Linked DNA regions of Mus musculus: regions 1, 2 and 4 are each linked to region 3. The links are chromatin contacts, called in public promoter capture Hi-C maps. All regions are on one chromosome and are shown on one strand. The core of a region is the stretch at or near the end of the contact, and the rest is flanking DNA. Distances in the headings are between cores, read along the strand shown.

Region 1 (2,700 bases), core at 155-2,654, 410 kb before region 3:
GCATTTGTGTGCATATAATATACATGTGCATTTGTGTACATCCATCCATATACACGCCACATGCCACAGACATGAGTCTAACGGAGCTGCTGATCTTCTATGTGGAATCCAGCTGAGCTCATCTCTGCCTGGTGAGCAGGTAGGTGCCTTCCTTTCTAGTCACCTGAGGGTGAGGGCTCGCTGTGGTGGGAAGGCTCTCTTCAGCCAAAATGCTCTGTGATTTTGCAAAGGGATCAGGGCAGCCAGAGGGAAAGCCCACGTCTGTCGGTTAAGCTTTTCCACTAGTTGCCTTTACCTTTATGAATGCTGTTAGGATTGGGGCTTTAGCATACATAGCTTTAAATCAGTAATATCCTTCACGGTTCTTTGATTTGTTGGCTCCATATGTAACCTCTTGGCCCACTAAATTGGCTCCGACTCAAATCCTGTTGCTTTTCGACTTTCAGCTTTTATTTTAGTTGAAAAAGAAGGTGCATGGCACCAAAAAAGGAGCAAGGGGAAGCAAAGGAAAAGAAAGGTAAGGGAGAGATGCAAATGGAAGACTTTACTGCTGAGCTTCTGAAATGTGGAACTCATTGTCTGCACTGGCTTTGGGGCAGGAAAAAAAAAAGGAAAAAAAGAAAAGAAACCAGGAGTCTGGATTTCTCCTTGCACCCATCCCTGCCCCCCACAACCATTTTCCTTTTGTAAAATTGAAGCTGAAGCTAGCAGCTCACATCTCGCTCTTGAATGTCACCGGCTCTGCCGCTATTATTCTGATTTTTCTGGGCAACGCCCATTGGGTCTCTGCTGCAGCTCAATTAAGCCAGCCCTGCTCCTCTTGGATCTGGCCTGACAGCTGCATTGAATTTGGGCTCATGGGGTGATTTATTGGGTCTGCTGAGGTTCAGCCCCATGATTTAGTAGGGAAAAAAAAGAGAAAAACGTGGAATGCACCAAAAAGTAATATATGCATTATTATTAATAATAATAATAAAGATAAATGTCAGCCCCAAGTGACTCTGGTGGCCCCTGCCACTCCATTTAACATTTTAGCAGTGGCATGTGGCCCATGCATGGCACTTGATTCTGTCTGGTGCCTTCAAAAAGGCTAAGAAAAGGTTATTTGTCAAATGCTGGGTTGGAGTTGGGGGAGGTATTTTCCAAGCTCTAGGTCAGACCAGCCCAGCTGCATTCCTGTCCCTGTCATTGAAGGGGCTGAACTTTGTCACATTATTAAGCTGTCAGCAAGGCCAGGGCGTTGTTTAGATTTCTGGTGGGAACTCCTCACACATGCTCTGGGGCTCCATAGGGATTTTATCAACACCATTGTAAAACATGCACAAATGAGCTGTGCTGGAGTTGCCCTGGGAAGACCAGGCTCCCTCTGCCTCATCAGGAAAGAATGGAAATACCAGAGCTAGACTCTTGTACCACCCACGAGCGAGCGGGCATCCTCCCAGCTGTCCCTGCAGGCATCACCACACAGCAGGTCCCTTGCTCTGTCTGGCACTTATCCCTGGGTGTTAATGGCGACATAGACACCTTTGGCCTTGACCATGTTACATTGCCCTTACAGTAGCTCTTCCCCAACTCCTCGGGGCCAAATGGTCTCATCTTGTTAGACATGGAGGCTGAGAAATCTGAATTTGTCAAGAACGGTGGCATGCCGGATTTCCACAACGAAGGTCTCTGCTCAAAGGGAATCGAAAGGAACAGCCGTGCCACATAGCTTTCGGCAGGGACTCCAGGGAAGGGCTACAGCATATCAGGCTTTCCACTGGCCTTCAAACACTCGACTCATACTCAGGCCAAACTGCGTCAACCTAGAACAAGTACTGGAAGTGAGGTGTAGGGAGAGGAACAAGGTTAAAGACGAGTAGTGACGGCGACACCTGCAATGCACTGTATATTGCATTTCTCGTTGCTGTGACGAAATATTTGACAATATGTGACTCACAGATAGGAACATCGCTATTGGCTCACATTCGGAAAGTGCAATGCACCATAGGAGGAAGGTGCAGTTGGTCAATGTTGGCTTAAGGACAATTCTGCTAGGCTCCGCCCAATAGCTACTTAGCCACAGCTTTCGTCATCACTGCCTACCTGCCCTGGAAGCCAGGTGCAACAGCAAGGTTGTACAAGAGGACAACTTGTTACCCCACCTCTTCTCTTCTCTTCTCTTCTCTTCTCTTCTCTTCTCTTCTCTTCTCTTCTCTTCTCTTCTCTTCTCTTCTCTTCTCTTCTCTTCTCTCCTCTCCTCTCCTCTCCTCTCCTCTCCTCTCCTCTCCTCTCCTCTCCTCTCCTCTCCTCTCCTCTCCTCTCCTCTCCTCTCCTCTCCTCTCCTCCCTTCCCCTCCCCTCCCCTTCCCTCCCCTCCTCTCTTATCTTCTCCTCTCTTCCTTCTCTTTTTTCTCTCTGTCTGTTTCTCTGTCTCTCTCTGTGTGTTCCCATGTGCTCCTGTCTTCCTTTCTTCCTCTCTTTCTTTCTTTGTCTCTATCCCTTTTCTGGGTATCCACTCCCCTCCCTTTCCTAACAAACTTTCTTCATTATTAGGCCTGTCACTTGGTATGATTCCTCAGGGGAGCACCTTGGCAGAGACCGCCAGGTACTCCCACCGGAGCAGTATTATACTGCATTATACCACGGCATCATGCCGTGTTACATAACAGAAAGCAGGGAGAGCTTAATGCTGGTGCTCCACTTGCTTTCCCTAACTGTG
Region 2 (2,700 bases), core at 45-2,544, 340 kb after region 3:
CAGAGGGAGAGACTCAGGAAAGCATCATGGCTGCTCAGGCACATGTGAGAGTCGGCCTTGACAGGAATCCAGAGAAGGTGAAGGTTCCAAGAGTGTTGGGGTTTTGTTTTGTTTTGTTTTTTGTTTTTTGTTTTGTTTTTAAGATAAGAGTCCCATGTAGCCCCACAAACTCCCTATGCAGCCAAGGATGAGTTTGAACTTCTGCTCTTCCTGCCTCCTCCTCCTCGAGTGCTGGGATTGAAGGGATGCTCCTCCAGCTCTGCCAGTGCATGTTGTGCTGGGGATGAAATCCAAGACTGAACATACGCAGCAAACACTCTACCTGCCAAGAGAGCTACCTCACCAGCCCCAGAAGGATGCTAATTCAAAACAAGATAACCTAGGTTTATCTTAAAAGTTTACATAGCTAATGCCATCAACGAAATAGTTTAGTTTGGGGGGCAGGGAGTGGATTTGAACAGCCCTATGTTAGAACATATAATTCAGATGGTAATGGGAAGAGAGAGTTGCCTGAGATGGTGTGATAAACACCAAAGAGGCATCCACTGCACGATGCTGCCATAGGAAGCCAGAAGAGTCTCTCCTTTGGTAGAGATAATGACAGTGAAGAAGACAAAATGTGTTCAGGAGCTATTTGTCCTGCAGAATAACTGGAGCAGCACTCTTCATGGGAGAGCAAACTGTGGCAAGTGGATAATGTGTGCCACTGTGCAGACAGTCAGCATGTTCTCAGGAAAGTTGGTGTGCAGCGGCTTGCTGAGGACATGAGTTTAAAGACTCAAGAGAGACTAATTTTCATAGGATTCCTGCTTGGTGCCCTACAGGCTTGCTTGCTAAGGAGCATGAACAGTTCTTAATGCATAACTAACCTAAACACAAAAATGGAAAAGACACTCTAGCTTTCTGTTTGATTTTGTGGAGATATTCATTTGACCCAAAAGTTCCACGTATTCTGCTAGTTTGAAGAACAAATTGACTTTCTAATCCACTGATGAATTTGGTCTTGCACTCCTCAAAGATGACTGTAATCTAACCAGGGGTTGAGTGTTGTTTAGTATAGAAGGCGTATGCACAGCAGCTTCCTCCCTAATCTGGGATTAGTACTGATGGCTGTGAGAGCCCTCTGTCCCCACTCCTTGCCCCCAAAAGGAGAAAGACAATGGAACACTGACTGGGGGTCCAGGTTTTCTAGACCTTGTGGAATGACACATTAGCCAGTCTTCCTAGCTCAGTGCTTCTGGCTGGAGACTGCTGCAGAGCCCACCATTAGCTACAAGTCACCGCTCAGCGAGCACTTCCAGCCCTAAGAGGCTTCGTCTCAGTTTTAGATTTTTTTTTCTTGCCCTTTCTGCTAAAAGTCCCTCCTTCAGATTTATGAAAGAAAACATTTCTTTCTGTAAAAGGGTTTTGTACACCCGCATCTGGAAGTGTTTATTTCAGTGGCATGTAAGCTATCTGTGGATTTAGTTAGCACCAGACCCCCTTTTGTGTACTTCTGCCTTAAAAATTTTATAAATGATCTTATTGAATGTGTGCCAGTGTGCACATGGCTTGGCTGATTGCTGCATATATCCTTTACCTGCCAGTCACCTTTGATTTATGTTCCTTCTGCTAAGCTTTTGCCTTCCAGAAATGGTGCCACTGAACTGTCCTCTAAATCATCTTATTGGTTAAATTACTCCAAGATGAGTTGGTATGCTTTTGGTTGCCTACAGACAGAAGAATTTATATTTTCTGCGCATACCCACTCCTAGCAAAGCCACTTACAGTGGAGGATTGGACAGGCTATGTCATCGATCTCCTTATTCCAAATGAATACCATCTGAAACACTGTGCCAAGTTAAGACCAAAGCAAGAGAGAAGGGATCTTTGGCATCCACTGCTGTTGGGAACCCTTCTTGCGAATACGGCTGCATCTTGAGCTGAATCTGATATGAAGGCATCTTTTCATTTCTCAGAGAAAAACAAGGCCCTTCACGTTAAAATAATACAAATAAATAAATAAATAAATCAAGCAAGCAAGTTTTATCAGAAAAGCCAAGCTTTGAGGGCTTCGCACAGCTATCCTGACCTAGATGTTCCCTGGAGCAAAGCCAATGACTTGAGGTGGCTGAAGGTGGCTGTTTGTGGTGAATTCAAAGTATTTCCATTTCTAAAGAGCCAGTTCTTAAGCGGGACAAAATGATGCAGCACTTTAAGCCCGTTTTCCAAAAGCCCATCCATTATTGAACATGCCACCTAAACTGATGTTGTAGATTACCAACTGTACCATTAAGTCACCTCCAGTTTACTTACCTAGAAAGTGATTTTGCTGGTAAGGAAACCAATTTATATGCTAGAACTTGGCACCACCAATGCAATTTATTGAATCTGTCTTATGTGCTCAAATATCTCACTTCAGAAACTTTGCATCTAACTGCTTTTTTCCCCCATTCTATATGATAGTAGAGGGAAATTTTACACTATTCATGATTATGCATAAAATGTAGTGGAAGCATTTTAAAATACTTTGACTCCACAAACCCCAGCATCCTAGTTCACAAATGATTGCAGGCAAGGAATACAATGAGACTGGTTGGCAGTGGTCCCACCAAGCCTGGAGGTATTTATTCCAAAAGACTCCCTGGACTCATTTAAAGTCCTGGAAATTTATGTGGAGTACCCGTGCTCTACCCAGGTAAAGCTGTCAGTCAGGCCTGC
Region 3 (2,700 bases), core at 72-2,571:
GAAGTAGTGTACCAGCCATGAACAGTACACTCAGCCCCCTGTGAGAACCGACCCACAGCCAACGACGGTGCTTAATGCTGGTGTCCGAGGTCTCCAAGAGGAGCAGAGACTTATGATGCGTGCACTCTGGCTGTCTCTGTTTACTTTCTACATCTTACTTGCCAAGACCTTGGCAAGTAGAAATCACTCAGCAATTCTTCCTCTCTGCCTTGAACTCTGCTCCTACAGAAGGAGGTTCCCATCACATTTATTTATTTATTTATTTTGCTCATGAACACAAGCCTGACTTAACTGTTTCTGGAGATGTTATAAGTTAAAGCCTCAACCTTCAATTTTTAACGGAAAGGCTTTGGTCTACTAGCAAATAGGCTTTCAGCACCAGAGAACAGCAGACTAGTAGAGAACAGCAGACTAGTAGAGAGGTTACCAGAAGCACAGGGTAGCCTTTCACTTGCTACTTGGGCGCCACATCATAAAGAGTCTCTTCTTTTAACCATCATTTATAAAGGCCGTATTAATCCTTAAGAACTCAGTGTTTTTATGTTCTCTTTGCTTCCCAAATCACTTCAAAGTCAAGAACAATTACGTTCCCATAAGTTGCCCCAATTAAAACTTACACGTGAATTTTATGTGAAGGGAAAGCCATGCTTCAGTTGACAGCATAAATGTCATCAATATGAAAATCCTACCTAGGAACAATTATGGCCACAAAAAAAAAGTAAAACAATCACTCTCTCTCCCACTATCATCTGTCAGTATAAACTATGCTATACAAATCAAGTAGCCACTGGGTAAAATACTACATGACCCAAAACAGAAGCAAGGGATCTCTCAGTGATCTATCACAAGTTGTTTCTCAGAAGAAAGAAAAGCCATTTTCATAAATAAGAAACCTCCCCATTTTAAAAAAAAATCAATCTTTTTTTTTCAGTCCCTAGCACTATTTTAAGAACAAACCGTTCCTGACCTGAGAAAGTACTGACACATTCGAATGGAGCCTGCGTGTGGATTGAGAACCCTAGAACACACGTATCATTTGAATGCTATATTTAGTTAGAAATAAATCCATCAACTGGGATGGGATGCATGTGGAAAGTGGGCCTCCCCAGCAAGGCTGCTGTTAACTCCAGTCCCAGGCGATGAGAAAGCAAGCCTAGCGGGGGGGGGGGGGGGGGTAGCCAGGGGAGTGCACAGGAGGGACATGAGCATGTTTTAACGGCTGTGATAATTTGCCATGAAAGGATGCTAAGGCCATAGCTCCTTGCTGCAGCATGCCATGCGCTCCTGAATTAAATTACTGCCATGCAGTCTGCTAGCGAAGGAATGTGTAAACAGGCCATATAGCCTTGCATCAGTCCCAGACTCTTGCACAACGCAAAATGCCTCTCGATGTGTCATTTCCTTCTTGGCCACCTTCCCAGCTCCTGACAGTCAGTCAACAACAGAAAGAAAAGTACTGAAAGAGATTTAAAACTGCTCTTCTAGAGAGCACATTCCACCAAATTCTACCAGACACCAGGGCCAACCTCCACCAGCACTGTTTCCTTAAAGAGAGGGGGTGAGTACGGGAAGGGATCTTCCTGCTGTTACTAGAATTTTAAAATAATATTTTATATAGTAGGGGGCCAAATGACTGGCATCTATACCAATCAAGCTGCTCTTTATAGATGCAAGTTTGCAAATATCAAAATATGGAACTTGCCTGTAATTTCCTTTGCTTGGGGACCTTGGAAAACAGTGAGCAAGCCAGGTGAAAATCTAGTAGTCAAATGCTTAGGGCTGAGGAGACGGTCTGATTAGTAAAGGCCTGCTACACAAACCTGAGGCCTGAGTGCAGAGTTCCTCACACCCGCATTAAAGGCTGAGCACAGCAGTGCAGGCCTGAGGTGCCAGGGCTGAGGTGGAAGACCCGTGAAGATCCTAGGGACTCATCTGCAGACTCAGTGAGAGACCTGGCCTCAGAAACGACATTAACCTTTGACCTTCACACAACGCTCACAAATGTGCATGTAGACCCCACACACTTGTGCTATATGCACACACGCACACACATTCATATGTAAGCATGTACACCCACCACCACACAGTTACCTACACATGTGCATGCAGACACACACACACAGACACACACACATACACACTTACATGTGTACATGCACCCCACACACATGTGTGTACATGAATATGTACACACAGACACAGAGAAAGAGAGACAGACAGACAGATAGACTGACAGGCAGGCAGGCAGAGACATAGAGGGAGAACTTAAGGGCTTTTTATTCATGTTTCTCAGGGAAAACTAGACTTCAGGCTACTGGCATCAGTACAGGGCCCAGGAAATGCCTTCATAGACAGCAGGGATGTAGAGATAGGAAGCTCTCCCAGAAACAGCACATAATCTTAAAGTGTTTCTACACTTCATCCATGTGACACAGCTTACCTGTCCCCGCCCACCTCTGTTCACGAGTGACCAGTCTCTAAATACTCATCCACCATTCCTAAGCAAGCAAAAGTCACGGCCAGCCATCAGAAAAAGCTCAAGAAGGATACAAAGTAATGGCAGAGAAGAAGGGTGAGCCATCCCAGATGTTATCTGGAATGAGGAAGAGAAAGCCTTAACCCTCCAGTCCTCTCCAGCACTTCATAGGCCTGGGGGACAGCCCAGAACCCAATAGAGCTACACAAAGAGCAAGGAGACAC
Region 4 (2,700 bases), core at 84-2,583, 450 kb before region 3:
ACATTTTTTTTTCTCTTCGAATGTACTGTGGCTTTGAGGAGATTTACAAAAATATCTGCACCTGGAACTTGTCTATATCGTCAATATCATCCTCCAAAAATGTATTGTATGAGCAGCATGCTGAAATTGCCCCAAATTCCTCACCACAACCATGATTTAAACACAGTAAAACAATCACCAAAGACTGTGTCATTTAAATACAAAGTGTGTTTGTGCTGTTGGGTACTGTCCACATAAATGTCTGCTAATAATAAGCTGGCCTGTGGAGCTAGATGAAAAAGATCTTCTCTTCAAAGCACTGATTCCTCTATAAAGCTCAGAGAATTGGCTTCATAGAGAATGTGTTTTCCTTAAAGGAAAGTCCCCTGTTTCCTTGGGGACATATCCGAGAGGGTTCTGTTCACTCTGTGACTTTGGGGAGGGGACCCATAGTGTCCAGCATCCTAAATACTTAAGGGGATCATTTTATCCTTCATCCAGGGAAGAATTTCTTTCCAGAGCAAAGAGTTCCCACCATGGCAGGAGGAACTGCAGATTCCCTATTAGCCTTTTGATCCCTCCCAGGCATGGCAGGGACCTGGGGTGAGGGCCATGGCATCTTGCTTCAGTTTGTCTTCTCGACATTTGAATTTAAGCCACTGTCTGGAAATGGAGACTGGGGCATTGCTTTCCATAGATGAGTTCCTGGCTCTCCCAGAGCTGGGTTTGACTTGTTGAGACACACTTTGCTGGCCAATGGAGCTTGCCCAGGGGTATTGGTCTGATGGTAGTTGTGGGCTCAAATTCTCCAAGGGATCAGACCAAGAATGTTGAACACTGACAGGAGAAAATAAGGCCTTAGGGATGATTCCAGACAATGGTAGGTTCGACTCTGAATGCATGAGTCATCCTCCAATATCCCCCAGGATCCCCCTTGTGCCCAGGATAGTTCTAGTGTTCGAAACTTTCCTTCCCACACCCAACCGTCTGCCTTGAGTTGACCTCCAGTAATAATGATCCTAAGTTAGATCTTCTGCTAGGTCCTTACTCCGCTTCAGACCCTGCAGAAGTTGCTCCGACAGCAGCCAGGAAACAGGCATTGCTAACAGCAGAATTCAAGGCAAGTTATTCGTGAGTGACAGACATGTCATGGAAGGTTGTCACCTGTTGCATTGGACCCCCAAAGGCAGCCTGGTGCTTGGTTCTGACACCCCTGACCCAGGTTCTGCCTTGGTTCTGACACCCCTGACCCAGGTTCTGGTTCTCTGTCCTTTGTGGACCCTGATGATGTGTGAACATAGCCAGAGGCCCAGATTCAACAAAGGAAGCTACCACCCCTCCAGATAAGCCCTTTCCTCTCTTCTAAAATCCTGTTCCAGCCCTGACCCAGTGGCTCTGAGGACCTCATGCTTTGTGAGTCAGAGAAGTCATCGGAGACCTCTCACTTTACCCGTTGGGTGTTCTCCTGTGGGCGGCTGAACCCCACAGTCTACCTGTTTCCCATTTGACCCCTTACTCAGATAACTTGACTAAGGCTGAGTCCCTAACCCTGTACAGTGACTACAAACCTTAGGTGAGGCTTCACTGGAGGCAGGGAGGGACCACACTGGCAACCACAAAGATGAACCTCCTAAAAGACCTCCTTACAGCGTCTCTGGCTTCCTCAATGTGACAGTACTACTATGTCACGTGCCAGCCTCCTCTCCATCCCCTTACCCTCTGTTCTTCCTGGGCGTGCACTGTTCCAGCGGCAGCTCCGAGTCCCCTGGATGTTTGGGTCAGAACAATTCAGCTGTTCTACGTCGCCTCCTATGTAATCGCAGGACACAAGAAAAAAATAGCTTCCTCCAAAAGGTGACAGAGAAGGGATGTCAAATTCTTCTTATTGGATATTTTTTAAATCTCCATCACCCGGCCTCATTTATGTTTTTAACTCTCAGATGTCAGCAAGGTGTGGAATCATTTCTCTTGTGTTTCCAGCAGTACGATGGGTAGAGACTCCCACTTGAGTCTCCCTCAAACCACATTCGGCTTAAGTGCCTCTTTCTTTTATACCCACATGCGCTCTGATGAGAAGTAGACATTTTAGCCAGTTCTCCAGTAGTACTTCACGGTGTCTCCATATTTCTTCCTTCACAGAGAAAATCCAAGCCGAGTTTTCACTTTTCCTTACACAGCATTGGCCCCAGCACAGGCAAGGCCTCTGTTGTTCGGAAAGTATGGGGAGGACTCTACCAGGCTCCAAACTAACTGACCACTTCTAGACCATTCTGGATGACTGGAAGCATTGAGAGTCTACTGAAACCCAACAGTTAAAAGCAGAGTGCAAATGTGTCCTCAGATTTGTCGGAAGGTAGGGTATGAGGAAATAATGTTTCCTTGGCAAGGAGCTAGAGATGTACAGGCAGTCTCTAGCTGGTGATAGAACACATAGGTACCCAGTGGAATAGCCCTTGGCTCTCACAGTGGTCTGCAGAATGGGAGAGTTTGAGTCCTGAGATCAAATGTCTCAGATTTTAAAACCAGGTTTTTGCTCCTGACATGTATGTATAGTTGGAGCTAATATTATGAAAATATTTTTTCTTTACATTTCTGAGTATATGTAATTCAAGTTATACATATTTCAACTCTAGAGATTAGGATATTTTAAAAAGGATCTCTGTCTCTATCTGTCTGTCTGTCTCTGTCTCTCTGTCTGTGTGTGTGTGGAGGTGGGGGAAC

Evidence for each region. Promoter capture Hi-C pulls out the DNA fragments that hold promoters and counts their contacts.
Region 1: a contact with region 3 is called in a promoter capture Hi-C map of cranial neural crest. The contact joins two enhancer-like sites. A contact is called at or near these places in 2 of 39 promoter capture datasets (cranial neural crest and embryonic stem cells) and 2 of 115 datasets of contacts at active chromatin or transcription factors (acute myeloid leukemia and pancreatic cancer cells).
Region 2: a promoter capture Hi-C map of the C10 cell line shows a contact between it and region 3. The contact joins two enhancer-like sites. A contact is called at or near these places in 3 of 39 promoter capture datasets (the C10 cell line, cranial neural crest and liver) and 2 of 115 datasets of contacts at active chromatin or transcription factors (bone marrow-derived macrophages and large pre-B cells).
Region 4: a contact with region 3 is called in a promoter capture Hi-C map of the 3T3-L1 cell line, with 7 times the contacts expected there. The contact joins two enhancer-like sites. A contact is called at or near these places in 6 of 39 promoter capture datasets (the 3T3-L1 cell line, the C10 cell line, cranial neural crest and 3 more), 1 of 15 datasets of contacts at CTCF or cohesin (the NIH/3T3 cell line), 5 of 484 Hi-C or Micro-C datasets (embryonic stem cells, germinal center B cells and pre-hematopoietic stem cells) and 5 of 115 datasets of contacts at active chromatin or transcription factors (acute myeloid leukemia, bone marrow-derived macrophages, embryonic stem cells and 2 more).

Annotation. Positions count from the first base shown.
Region 1 is chr17:44,299,632-44,302,331 of GRCm38.p6, forward strand. No RefSeq gene overlaps it. Among named protein-coding and RNA genes, the nearest start is that of Clic5, 110 kb to the left of the region's middle. Within about 2 kb of position 1,405, at least 37 of the 459 cell types and tissues checked have an H3K27ac peak or open chromatin away from gene starts, as enhancers often do.
Region 2 is chr17:45,053,292-45,055,991 of GRCm38.p6, forward strand. All of the region lies in intron 11 of Supt3 (SPT3, SAGA and STAGA complex component), which reads left to right. Among named protein-coding and RNA genes, the nearest start is that of Gm35097, 93 kb to the right of the region's middle. Within about 2 kb of position 1,295, at least 7 of the 459 cell types and tissues checked have an H3K27ac peak or open chromatin away from gene starts, as enhancers often do.
Region 3 is chr17:44,708,695-44,711,394 of GRCm38.p6, forward strand. All of the region lies in intron 3 of Runx2 (runt related transcription factor 2), which reads right to left. Among named protein-coding and RNA genes, the nearest start is that of Runx2, 27 kb to the right of the region's middle. Within about 2 kb of position 1,322, at least 161 of the 459 cell types and tissues checked have an H3K27ac peak or open chromatin away from gene starts, as enhancers often do.
Region 4 is chr17:44,262,343-44,265,042 of GRCm38.p6, forward strand. All of the region lies in intron 4 of Clic5 (chloride intracellular channel 5), which reads left to right. Among named protein-coding and RNA genes, the nearest start is that of Clic5, 75 kb to the left of the region's middle. Within about 2 kb of position 1,334, at least 6 of the 459 cell types and tissues checked have an H3K27ac peak or open chromatin away from gene starts, as enhancers often do.